Regions from separate parts of the Mus musculus genome. Here all the other regions are linked to region 3. Evidence: chromatin contacts called from public Hi-C and promoter capture Hi-C data. All regions are on one chromosome and are shown on one strand. Each heading gives the region's core, a stretch centred on a gene start, on an enhancer-like site or on the middle of the called end of the contact. The rest is flanking DNA. Distances are from core to core; before and after follow the strand shown.

The links. Promoter capture Hi-C pulls out the DNA fragments that hold promoters and counts their contacts. Hi-C and Micro-C count contacts between places; a contact is called where the count stands out from the background.
Region 1: a contact with region 3 is called in a Hi-C map of B cells, with 5 read pairs. The contact joins the promoter of Kidins220 here to the promoter of Nol10 in region 3. A contact is called at or near these places in 1 of 39 promoter capture datasets (maxillary cranial neural crest) and 1 of 484 Hi-C or Micro-C datasets (B cells).
Region 2: a promoter capture Hi-C map of pre-B cells shows a contact between it and region 3. The contact joins the promoter of Ldah here to the promoter of Nol10 in region 3. A contact is called at or near these places in 1 of 39 promoter capture datasets (pre-B cells) and 2 of 484 Hi-C or Micro-C datasets (CD4 T cells and natural killer cells).

Annotation. Positions count from the first base shown.
Region 1 is chr12:24,973,627-24,976,326 of GRCm38.p6, reverse strand. It overlaps Kidins220 (kinase D-interacting substrate 220), which reads right to left and starts at 1,395. Exons shown (of 32, transcript NM_001081378.1): 1 at 1,265-1,395. Gm36236 (a long non-coding RNA gene) reads left to right here and starts at 730. Exons shown (of 2, transcript XR_381341.3): 1 at 730-968; 2 at 1,214-2,700.
Region 2 is chr12:8,206,773-8,209,472 of GRCm38.p6, reverse strand. Ldah (lipid droplet associated hydrolase) reads right to left here and starts at 1,347. Exons shown (of 7, transcript NM_001364261.1): 1 at 1,269-1,347. It overlaps Gm33037 (a long non-coding RNA gene), which reads left to right and starts at 1,340. Exons shown (of 4, transcript XR_381233.4): 1 at 1,340-1,445.
Region 3 is chr12:17,347,198-17,349,897 of GRCm38.p6, reverse strand. It overlaps Nol10 (nucleolar protein 10), which reads right to left and starts at 1,405. Exons shown (of 21, transcript NM_001008421.1): 1 at 1,279-1,405. The coding sequence starts at 1,344. It overlaps Gm46336 (a long non-coding RNA gene), which reads left to right and starts at 1,496. Exons shown (of 2, transcript XR_001780553.2): 1 at 1,496-1,616.

The sequences.
Region 1 (2,700 bases), core at 146-2,645, 7.6 Mb before region 3:
CTTAGAATTGATTGGGGCTGTGGGGATACCCTTAAAGAGCTGATAACTAGAGAATGATGTAGTGGCACAGGGGCCTGGGAGGCAGAAGCAGGCTGATCTCTATCAGTTCCAAGCAGACCAGGGCTACATATTAAGAAGACCAGGGAGGGAGAGGAAAAAAAGGAGAAGAGGGGGATGAAGGAGGAGGAGAAAAAGGAGGGAGGGAGGGAGGGAGGGAGGGAGGGAAGGAGGGAAGGTAGAAAAAAATGAAAAAGAGAAAAGAATTTATGGAAACGAGATGCCAAAGATAAATCTGGAAACCATTCTCAGAGTGTTTAAAAGGATTCTCAAACTGGTGTGCAATTATTTGTCTCCTGACCCAAATAGTCCCATTTTTGCAGGCCTGTGGTGAAGCTCAGAAACAAATTTTTAACAAGGACCCCCAAGTCGGTCTGATCAAGTTGACTGACTGTCGTTGTAAAGCTTGAGAACAAAGAACGCACCTTGCCACAGCATTTCCAGTCTTGGCTCTGAACCAGACACCCAACTGCCCTTAAAAATAGATTATGTGTCTTTTCCTTTTACTGTAGACGCTTTGTTTTTTCGTAGCGTCAAAAAGAGAGCGGGGGACTAACCCATCAGAATCACCTCCAAGAGGTTTTTCCTCAGCCACACCCCACACCAAGAAATGGGAAGCTCTGAAAAGCAAAACCGGTGCATTTTTAGCAAGCACCTCTAGGGGGCAGAGAGCTCCACAAACAGTTATTAATGAGAAAATGGTCTAAAATGGTTTAAACGTGAAGACAACCTAGGGAAAAAAAATGTATACAAATCCCCACAAAGCAAACATGGACGCGTTCTATTCGGGGGCTTGCGGGCATCTTGCAAGGCGTTTAAAAGCCTGCACAGGACAATGGGGGCAGTGGGTTCGGCAATTTAGCACAGAAGAAAACAACTTCTCCTCCCTGGAAAGCAAAGCAACCAAGAAGGTAAGGCTCAGGGGCACCGGCTGCGGGACTCACTAAGTGATGGGTGTGACAACAAGGAAAGCGGCCTGGGCCTGGAGTCAGTGCCCACGGGAGAACGCCGCACCGGAGCGCCTGCCTTCCGCGCTTGGCTGCACCGACCTCGCCCGACGCCCGGACGCCCCGCACCCAGCCTCCGATCCCGGCCCCCTCCCCCTCTCCGGTGCCACCGACAGACTCGTCTCCCTTTCCCCTCCCCCCTCCCCCAGCCTCGGACACTGTCGCTCTGCCTCACCCGACCTCTCCGCCTCCGCACTGACCGTGTCACGGCCTGGCCGAAGACGGCGCCCTCAGCTCTGCAGAACAGCGCCGCAGACCTTGTCAGAGGACAAGACGCCAAGAGCACACAGCTATGCCCGCACCACGCCCGGCGGCCATCTTCCTAGGAGTCAGGAACTGACAGGTCACGTGGTCGTGTGGTGGGCGGTGCTCCTTGTGGCCACGCCTCCTGGAGGGGGCAGTGTGGGAGGAGTTGCAGGTGCTGAAGTGGCTTGGACGCCCTTCCCTCTATTTTAAAGGAATGGAAACATTGCTTCTTTGCCTGGTTTGGCTTCAGATGGTTTGGGTTGGGTTAGGTTGGGTTGGGTTGGGTTGGTTTTGATACAGAGTCAAAGTCGCCCAAGCAGGCTTCAAACTTGCTATGTAGCCAAGAATGACCTTTACGCTCCCGATCCTCCTGCCTCCACCTCCCAGCTGACCCAGCTAAATTAGTGTATTTTTCACAGGTGCCCCAGGCAATATTTTTCCCTGTCATTCGCGCTTTTGAAAGTTAATTTATAACCCGTACCTGGCATTATAAGCAATAATTCAGAGAAATAAACAACAATTACAACTTTGGAAGCCATTGCCCACTTTGCAAATGAAAGTCGCTTAGTTCCTCCTTCCAGGGTCCAGAAGTCCGAAATCTGCCTTCTCCATCATCGGAAGAATGCACTGCCTCCGCAGACGTCCATACTGCCTCCTTCCAGCTGAGGACCCCCCGCCCCAACCCCCCAAGGCCCTTCCAGACTTTGCTCTTCCCACCTCTGCAGAAGTATCACCAAATGCTATTAACTGATCCCTGACCACCATCAGCAACCCCATCCTGGCAATATTCCCTTCAAAGGGCCTCCTGACACCCATTTCCTAGTCTTCTTCCAGGCATGGTACTCCTTCCCAGGTTCCACCTACCTTAATTAATTCAGAGTTCCAGAGTTCTGCCCACGGTCAGTCTCATCCCCAATATGGCCGATATTATAGGCTCCCTCCTGATCCATCTCCGGAAGTGAGTGGGACCCCCACAGGAAGTGGAAAGTTATCTCACATATCACCCCATACTGTCTAAGCAGTTCCTGTGTTAATCACTCAGATCTATTTTAAACCTTTTACTCCCCCATGGGCTGCCGACTCTCTCAACTCCTCTCCCTACCCAGAACTCTTCTTATCTGTCAGGACACTAAGCACTTCTCAGTTAAACTCTTCAGTACTGCCCCCCCCATCCGTGGAGCCCGTTCCCCACAGCACCTGGGAGTGAGGCTCTTGGAAGGCGTGCCCTCACAGACCTTGCCCTGTTCTGCCTGCCTTCCCCTTCAAACCCTGCCAGGGCAAACTGGCCAGTATTTTCTGCTAATAGACACACTGGGCTTCGTGGTACACACCTTTGCCCTCAGCACTCAGAAGCAGAGGCAGGGGGAATCTCTGTGAGTTAGAGGCTGGC
Region 2 (2,700 bases), core at 98-2,597, 9.1 Mb after region 3:
ACTTGTTCACTGGGACAGGGGTCATCTGGAAGTACCTTTATTGATAAGCTTAACAATGAATGCTCTAAAACAAAAATAGGTTGAACACATAATCTTATATTTAATTCATATTTAATCTTTTCACATGGCCAATTTTAATAGGTTCTTGCAGTGCATGTAGGCTGCCTCCTGAGGTTGAGAACAAAGTTGCCTCACCTCTTAGGACCTCACCTCACTAGTCACATAGCATTAGCTCACAACACACTGATAAGCATATTGACCCTTTATGACACAGGCATACAATACAACGTTTCAGAAAAAGTGACCTGATATTTTGCCCATGATGATCTTAAAAGTCTCTCCTACTAACATTCCAACTTCTTCATCAAAGTAGTTTAGAAAAATGTTGAAGGCACCTGGAATGTAATAGTTTCCCAAAGTAAGAAAGAGCTTGATTAAAATATTCTTCTAAGAAGACAGCAAAGCCCAGAAAAATGTAAGAGCACACTAAAGGTCAGAAGCTACCATAAATATTATATAAGAAACAAGAGCAAGGAATTTAAAAGTAATAATTGAAAGAACAAAACTTATGGGGTGGATTATCAGCAGAGTAGTATCAACAAAGAACGAGATGAGAGAACGTGGATAGATCCACAAAATTTACAAACCTGAATTGGTGGGAAACAGTCTAAAAACTCAGCAGTAGCCCCGGGACTTGTACTACAATGACAAATGACCTAAAATTCATGCAACTAGAGTTTCAGAGAAGGCAATGTGGGGCTAAAACACACGTTTTAAGAAAGAGTATCTGGAAACTTCTCAAAATTGGGAAGGGCATAAATCTACAGATTCAAGAAGCTGAGCTTCTCAAGCTGGGGAAATGTATACTATACTATTAGAAGCCATGCATTTTGTAAAACTAAAATAAAAAAAAAAGTTAAAAGCAGTGAAACAACACATCATATGCAAGGGTAAAGGTAATTTTAATGTCAGCAGATTTCTCAGGAGAATCCACGAGGGACAGTGTCGACCACAGATGCCTGGGGAGCCCCAGCGCAGACTTGGATTTATTTCTAGAAGGCTGGCTGCCAGCGCATTGGCTTATCCTTACCCAGGGAGCCTCTGGCGACCTGGCCACAGGTCGGGCGAGTGTAGTGCCATCGCGTACCGCACGGCCTAGCGGCTGTGCACGCGGGGTGATGGCAGCTCAGTTATCCTAGCACCACCCCATGCGCAGCCCACGTGCCCTTCCTCAGACAAACCACACAGTACTGGCAGCATCACCTCACCTGCCCACTCACAAGGTATTGGGGTCGTCCGCCGACGTCTCGGCAAAGCCTCACCAGACCCGGAAGTTCCGCCTGTACTGACGTCACAGCGCCGCGCCGCGCCGGTCCCGGAAGTCGGGACCCGTAGAACGCTTTGCAAGGATCTCCCGTGTGAGAGTTTGGGTGGCAGCTTGATGGGTAGGTGGTTTATAGTCAGCGAGATTGCTGGGAGCAGCACATAGAGCGTTTCTAGCATACCACCTGAATTTTACCCGCTCTCTGTTCTTTGTCGTTTTGGTAAACGAGTTTTTCCTCTCTTTGGAGGTTCTTTCATTCCCCCCCCCCCCCCCATCTGCCCACTTTTCCTTTCTTCCACCACCAGTTGCTTTTCATTCCTGACTCATGATCACAGGAAAGTTGACTCTCAGCTGACCTTAGTGCTAGTATTCAACTTCATATAGTATTCAGTTTCATATTCAGGATAATGCGACCTTCCAGAGCTATTTCCAGCTTACTACAAACTTCAAGATAGTATCCTCAACACTTGGTACAATTGTAGGCAATCAGTGTATTTCTGTCCCCCAAAATACTGTCGCCAATATGGCAGTATTATAGCCAGAAGAAGCATGGAACTTAGAAAGAAAGAAAAAAAAAACCCATAGTAATTATCACACATGGAAAAGCTTTGCGCTTGTATCCAGCACCTCGGTGATAGTACCAACATCACTTATATTTTAACTTAAAAATCTTTTTGTATATTAGTAGCCTGGAGCCTATGGACGCTGGAAGAGGGCACTGGGTTCCCTGGGACCTGAACCACATAAGCCTATGGGTCACCATGTGGGTGCTGAGAATCAATCCTAAATCCTGTGGAAAAGGAGTTAGTGCTCATAACTACTGAACCAACATCCAACTAGCTGTGGAATGTAAACCGATAAATATCTTCATAACCCTTTTTTATCACTTCTACTTTCCACATCCAATAGGTAACATTTAATGAATATAGAAAAAGATATTCATTGTGTTAAGAGTTTTTCATGAACTAATTTTTAAACCCTTAGCATTTCAGTGTGGTCAGTATTAACAAGTGATCACTAGAGTTTGGAGATATAAATACATAAAAGTAAATGATTATGTTACGGTGACCATAGGATATGTACCAAGTGGTGTCAGTTTTATGTGTGTAAATTTCCTGCCAGTAATGCTGTTAAAGGACTACTGACATATCAAGGGCGTCTTTCTGGGTATCTGTTCCATCCTTCTTTCATCCATAGACTACATGACAGAATGCATTGGTGCAGGATTTCTTTTAATTCTTGGATATGCATCTACGATGTAGCATCTAGGTGATTTATGTTTCTGATTTCACTGAACCTGTGCCAGAAATAACTGAAGCAATTCAGACTTTATAGTTGGCCAGAGATTATTTCTGTTAACTGCAGTGTAAAATGAG
Region 3 (2,700 bases), core at 156-2,655:
ATAATGCAAACTCTTGAAATGATGGGTTTTAATTTCTATATGGAGTGAGTGCACCCAATGTGTGTGCATATTCCTGTGTTAAGATAGAGTCACACAATGTAAGCTCTGTCGCCCAGGCTGAACACAAGCTCACAAATGTCCTGTCTCAGCGCCCTAAGCACTGGGATTATAAACGTGTCTCTTTGCCAGCCAAATGTATTTCTTACAAAGAATAGAAACAGACCTATGACTGGCCTAATAGACGACCCTGGATAAGAAGTGGTTTTTACCAGCACATTCACTGGAAGCTGATTTTCTTCTACAGGCAACAGTTGAATGAACAGCAACCAAAGCACTAGTCAGTTATCGTGACACTGAGTGGCTGGGTCTCTACCGGGACAATTTTGCTTCCCAGATGGCTTATGGCAAGTCTTTACATTTTAGTCTGTCATCACAATTGGATCTTGTAGGTATGGACCAGGGATGCTGGCAAACAACACTAGCAACAAGACTTGTCCAGCTTAAAACGTCAATAAATTTGAGGTTAAATGCCCCCAATAGAAAAAAAAATCCTTTCTAAAAGGGAAAAGTCAATGTACTATTCTTACTAGTTATGGCAAAATAATCTCTAAACATGTGAACTCACCTCCCTAGACCCTAAGTATACACCAAGGCAGTCTGCATTTGGAACAGGATGAGACTTTAAACAGACTAAGGGTGAGCCACAGTCCTCCTCTCTGCAGTCTGTGACTGTATTGCTCTGACTGTTTTCAGGCAATAAGGTTTTTAATTAAAGCACGTGAGAGTAGTTTCTAAACAGTTAGCACGTTCTTACACGTGAACCCAATGCAGGCAAAACAACGGTCTTGTCTTAGGGTTTTTATAGTGTGATAAAATACCATGACCAAACGCATCTTGGGGAGAAAAGAGTTTATTTCAGCCACACTTCTACATCACGGTCCATCACTGAAGAAACTCAAACAGGGCAAGAACCTGGAGGCAGGTGTTTATGCAAAAGCCATGGAGCAGTACTGTTTACTGGCTTGCTGGGCCTGCTTTCTTATAGAACCCAGAGCCATAGCCCAGGAACGGCACCACCAAGGGCTGAGCTCTTCCCCATCAATCATTAAGAAAGTGTCCTACAGCTAGATCTTATGGGGGCATTTTCTCAATTGAGATTCCCTCCTTCCAGTTAACTCTAGCTTGTGTCAAGTTGACATAAAACCAGCCACCACGGTCAGCCGATGGTAAGTTAGAGATACACGCTCCCAGGGCGATGGCGAGGGGGCGAGAACTCACCTCGGGAAGAGACTTGCCGCAGCTGAGGCTGTAAATCTTCACTTCGTTGAGGCTGGAGACCTGCATCGCAGCGCGGAGCAGCCGGAGCCCGGCACGCAGTCACAGAACGCCGGCCCACCCGAATACCCTAGCATCCAAACCCGAGGCGAACCGGCACAACGTGCGGGAACTGGCGCGAGCTGATGACGCACTTCCTGGCTCCGGAAGTGCGCGCTCACTAGGCTGCCCCAGGGCGGAGGCACTAGAGGCGGCAAGAGCGGGTCCGGGGAGATGTGCTCTGGGGTTGGAAAAAGCGAAAATGAAAAGAAAAATCGTACGAGAAAGCATGAGATGGGGAAGTGAGTTTGAACCTGATATCGTTTGAGACTAGAATGTGACAGTTATAACCACTTACCATTTTTAGGAAGTTCTGTTGTCCACATCAGAGGCCTTGGGATGACTTTCTAACAGCAGAGGACCCTCGCCAGTCTTTCTCTATATCCTCTTCCAAACACATTATGAAAAGACGAGTCTGGGAAAGAGAGAATGGTTAAGTAATGCTTTCTCCAAAGTCATGTGAAACCACTATCAAACCCTGGCTCCAGTCGACTCTTTGATAGGCACTTACGCTCTCATAGTCAGGGTCCACTCAAGCCCTCTCGGCAACTACGGTCGGGTGCTTTCATCTTCATTTGCCCCTGGGCCATGGCTCACTAGTTCCTGCTGGCTTTGCAAAGGCTTGTACTCTGGTGGAAGCCTTTTCTTTCTGAGCAGAGCGATCTGCTACAGAACTTTTCTGTGCTGTTTCTCTATCAAGTAGTGTTGGCACAGTCCCCGGACTCCCAGGTCTTAAGATGGTGCCATGTAGACACCACTCAGACCACCTTGTGCTGAGTTGCAGGTCCCTGTCAGCCCCTTAAAGTTCAAACAGCTGCTTCACTCCTTTCTGGGACGACTGATCTTTCCTCTGGGATCACCCATAGATGTGCTCAAGAATTTTTGACTTAGGTGATTGAAACAGTACCTTCTTGTGCTCGTATTCCAAATTAGACTGAGGAATTGCCAATTCCCAAGCGAGGCACAGTGACCCCCACCTAAAATTCTAGTGTCTAAAAGACTGAGACTGGAGAATTACCAAGGCCTGGATTACAGTCTCAACAAAAATAAATAAATAAATAAATGTATAAAGAGGTTAGAATCCCAAAACTTAGCGTGTAATATCTCAACTCAATCAAAAGTTATTTTGTGTCTTCAAAACTAGAAAATTCTCTGGCCTCCAGACCTTAGTTGTGATCTATTTATCACCACAATTGCCTGCCAGCACCATGACTGCCTACTTCTAAAACCAGCTTCCTTAATTCACTGTTCCACCATGCACTTTTTATTAGCTCAATGCTGTCTTCATAGTCACCTTGGCTAAATCTGTAGAGTAGCCCGTTTCTG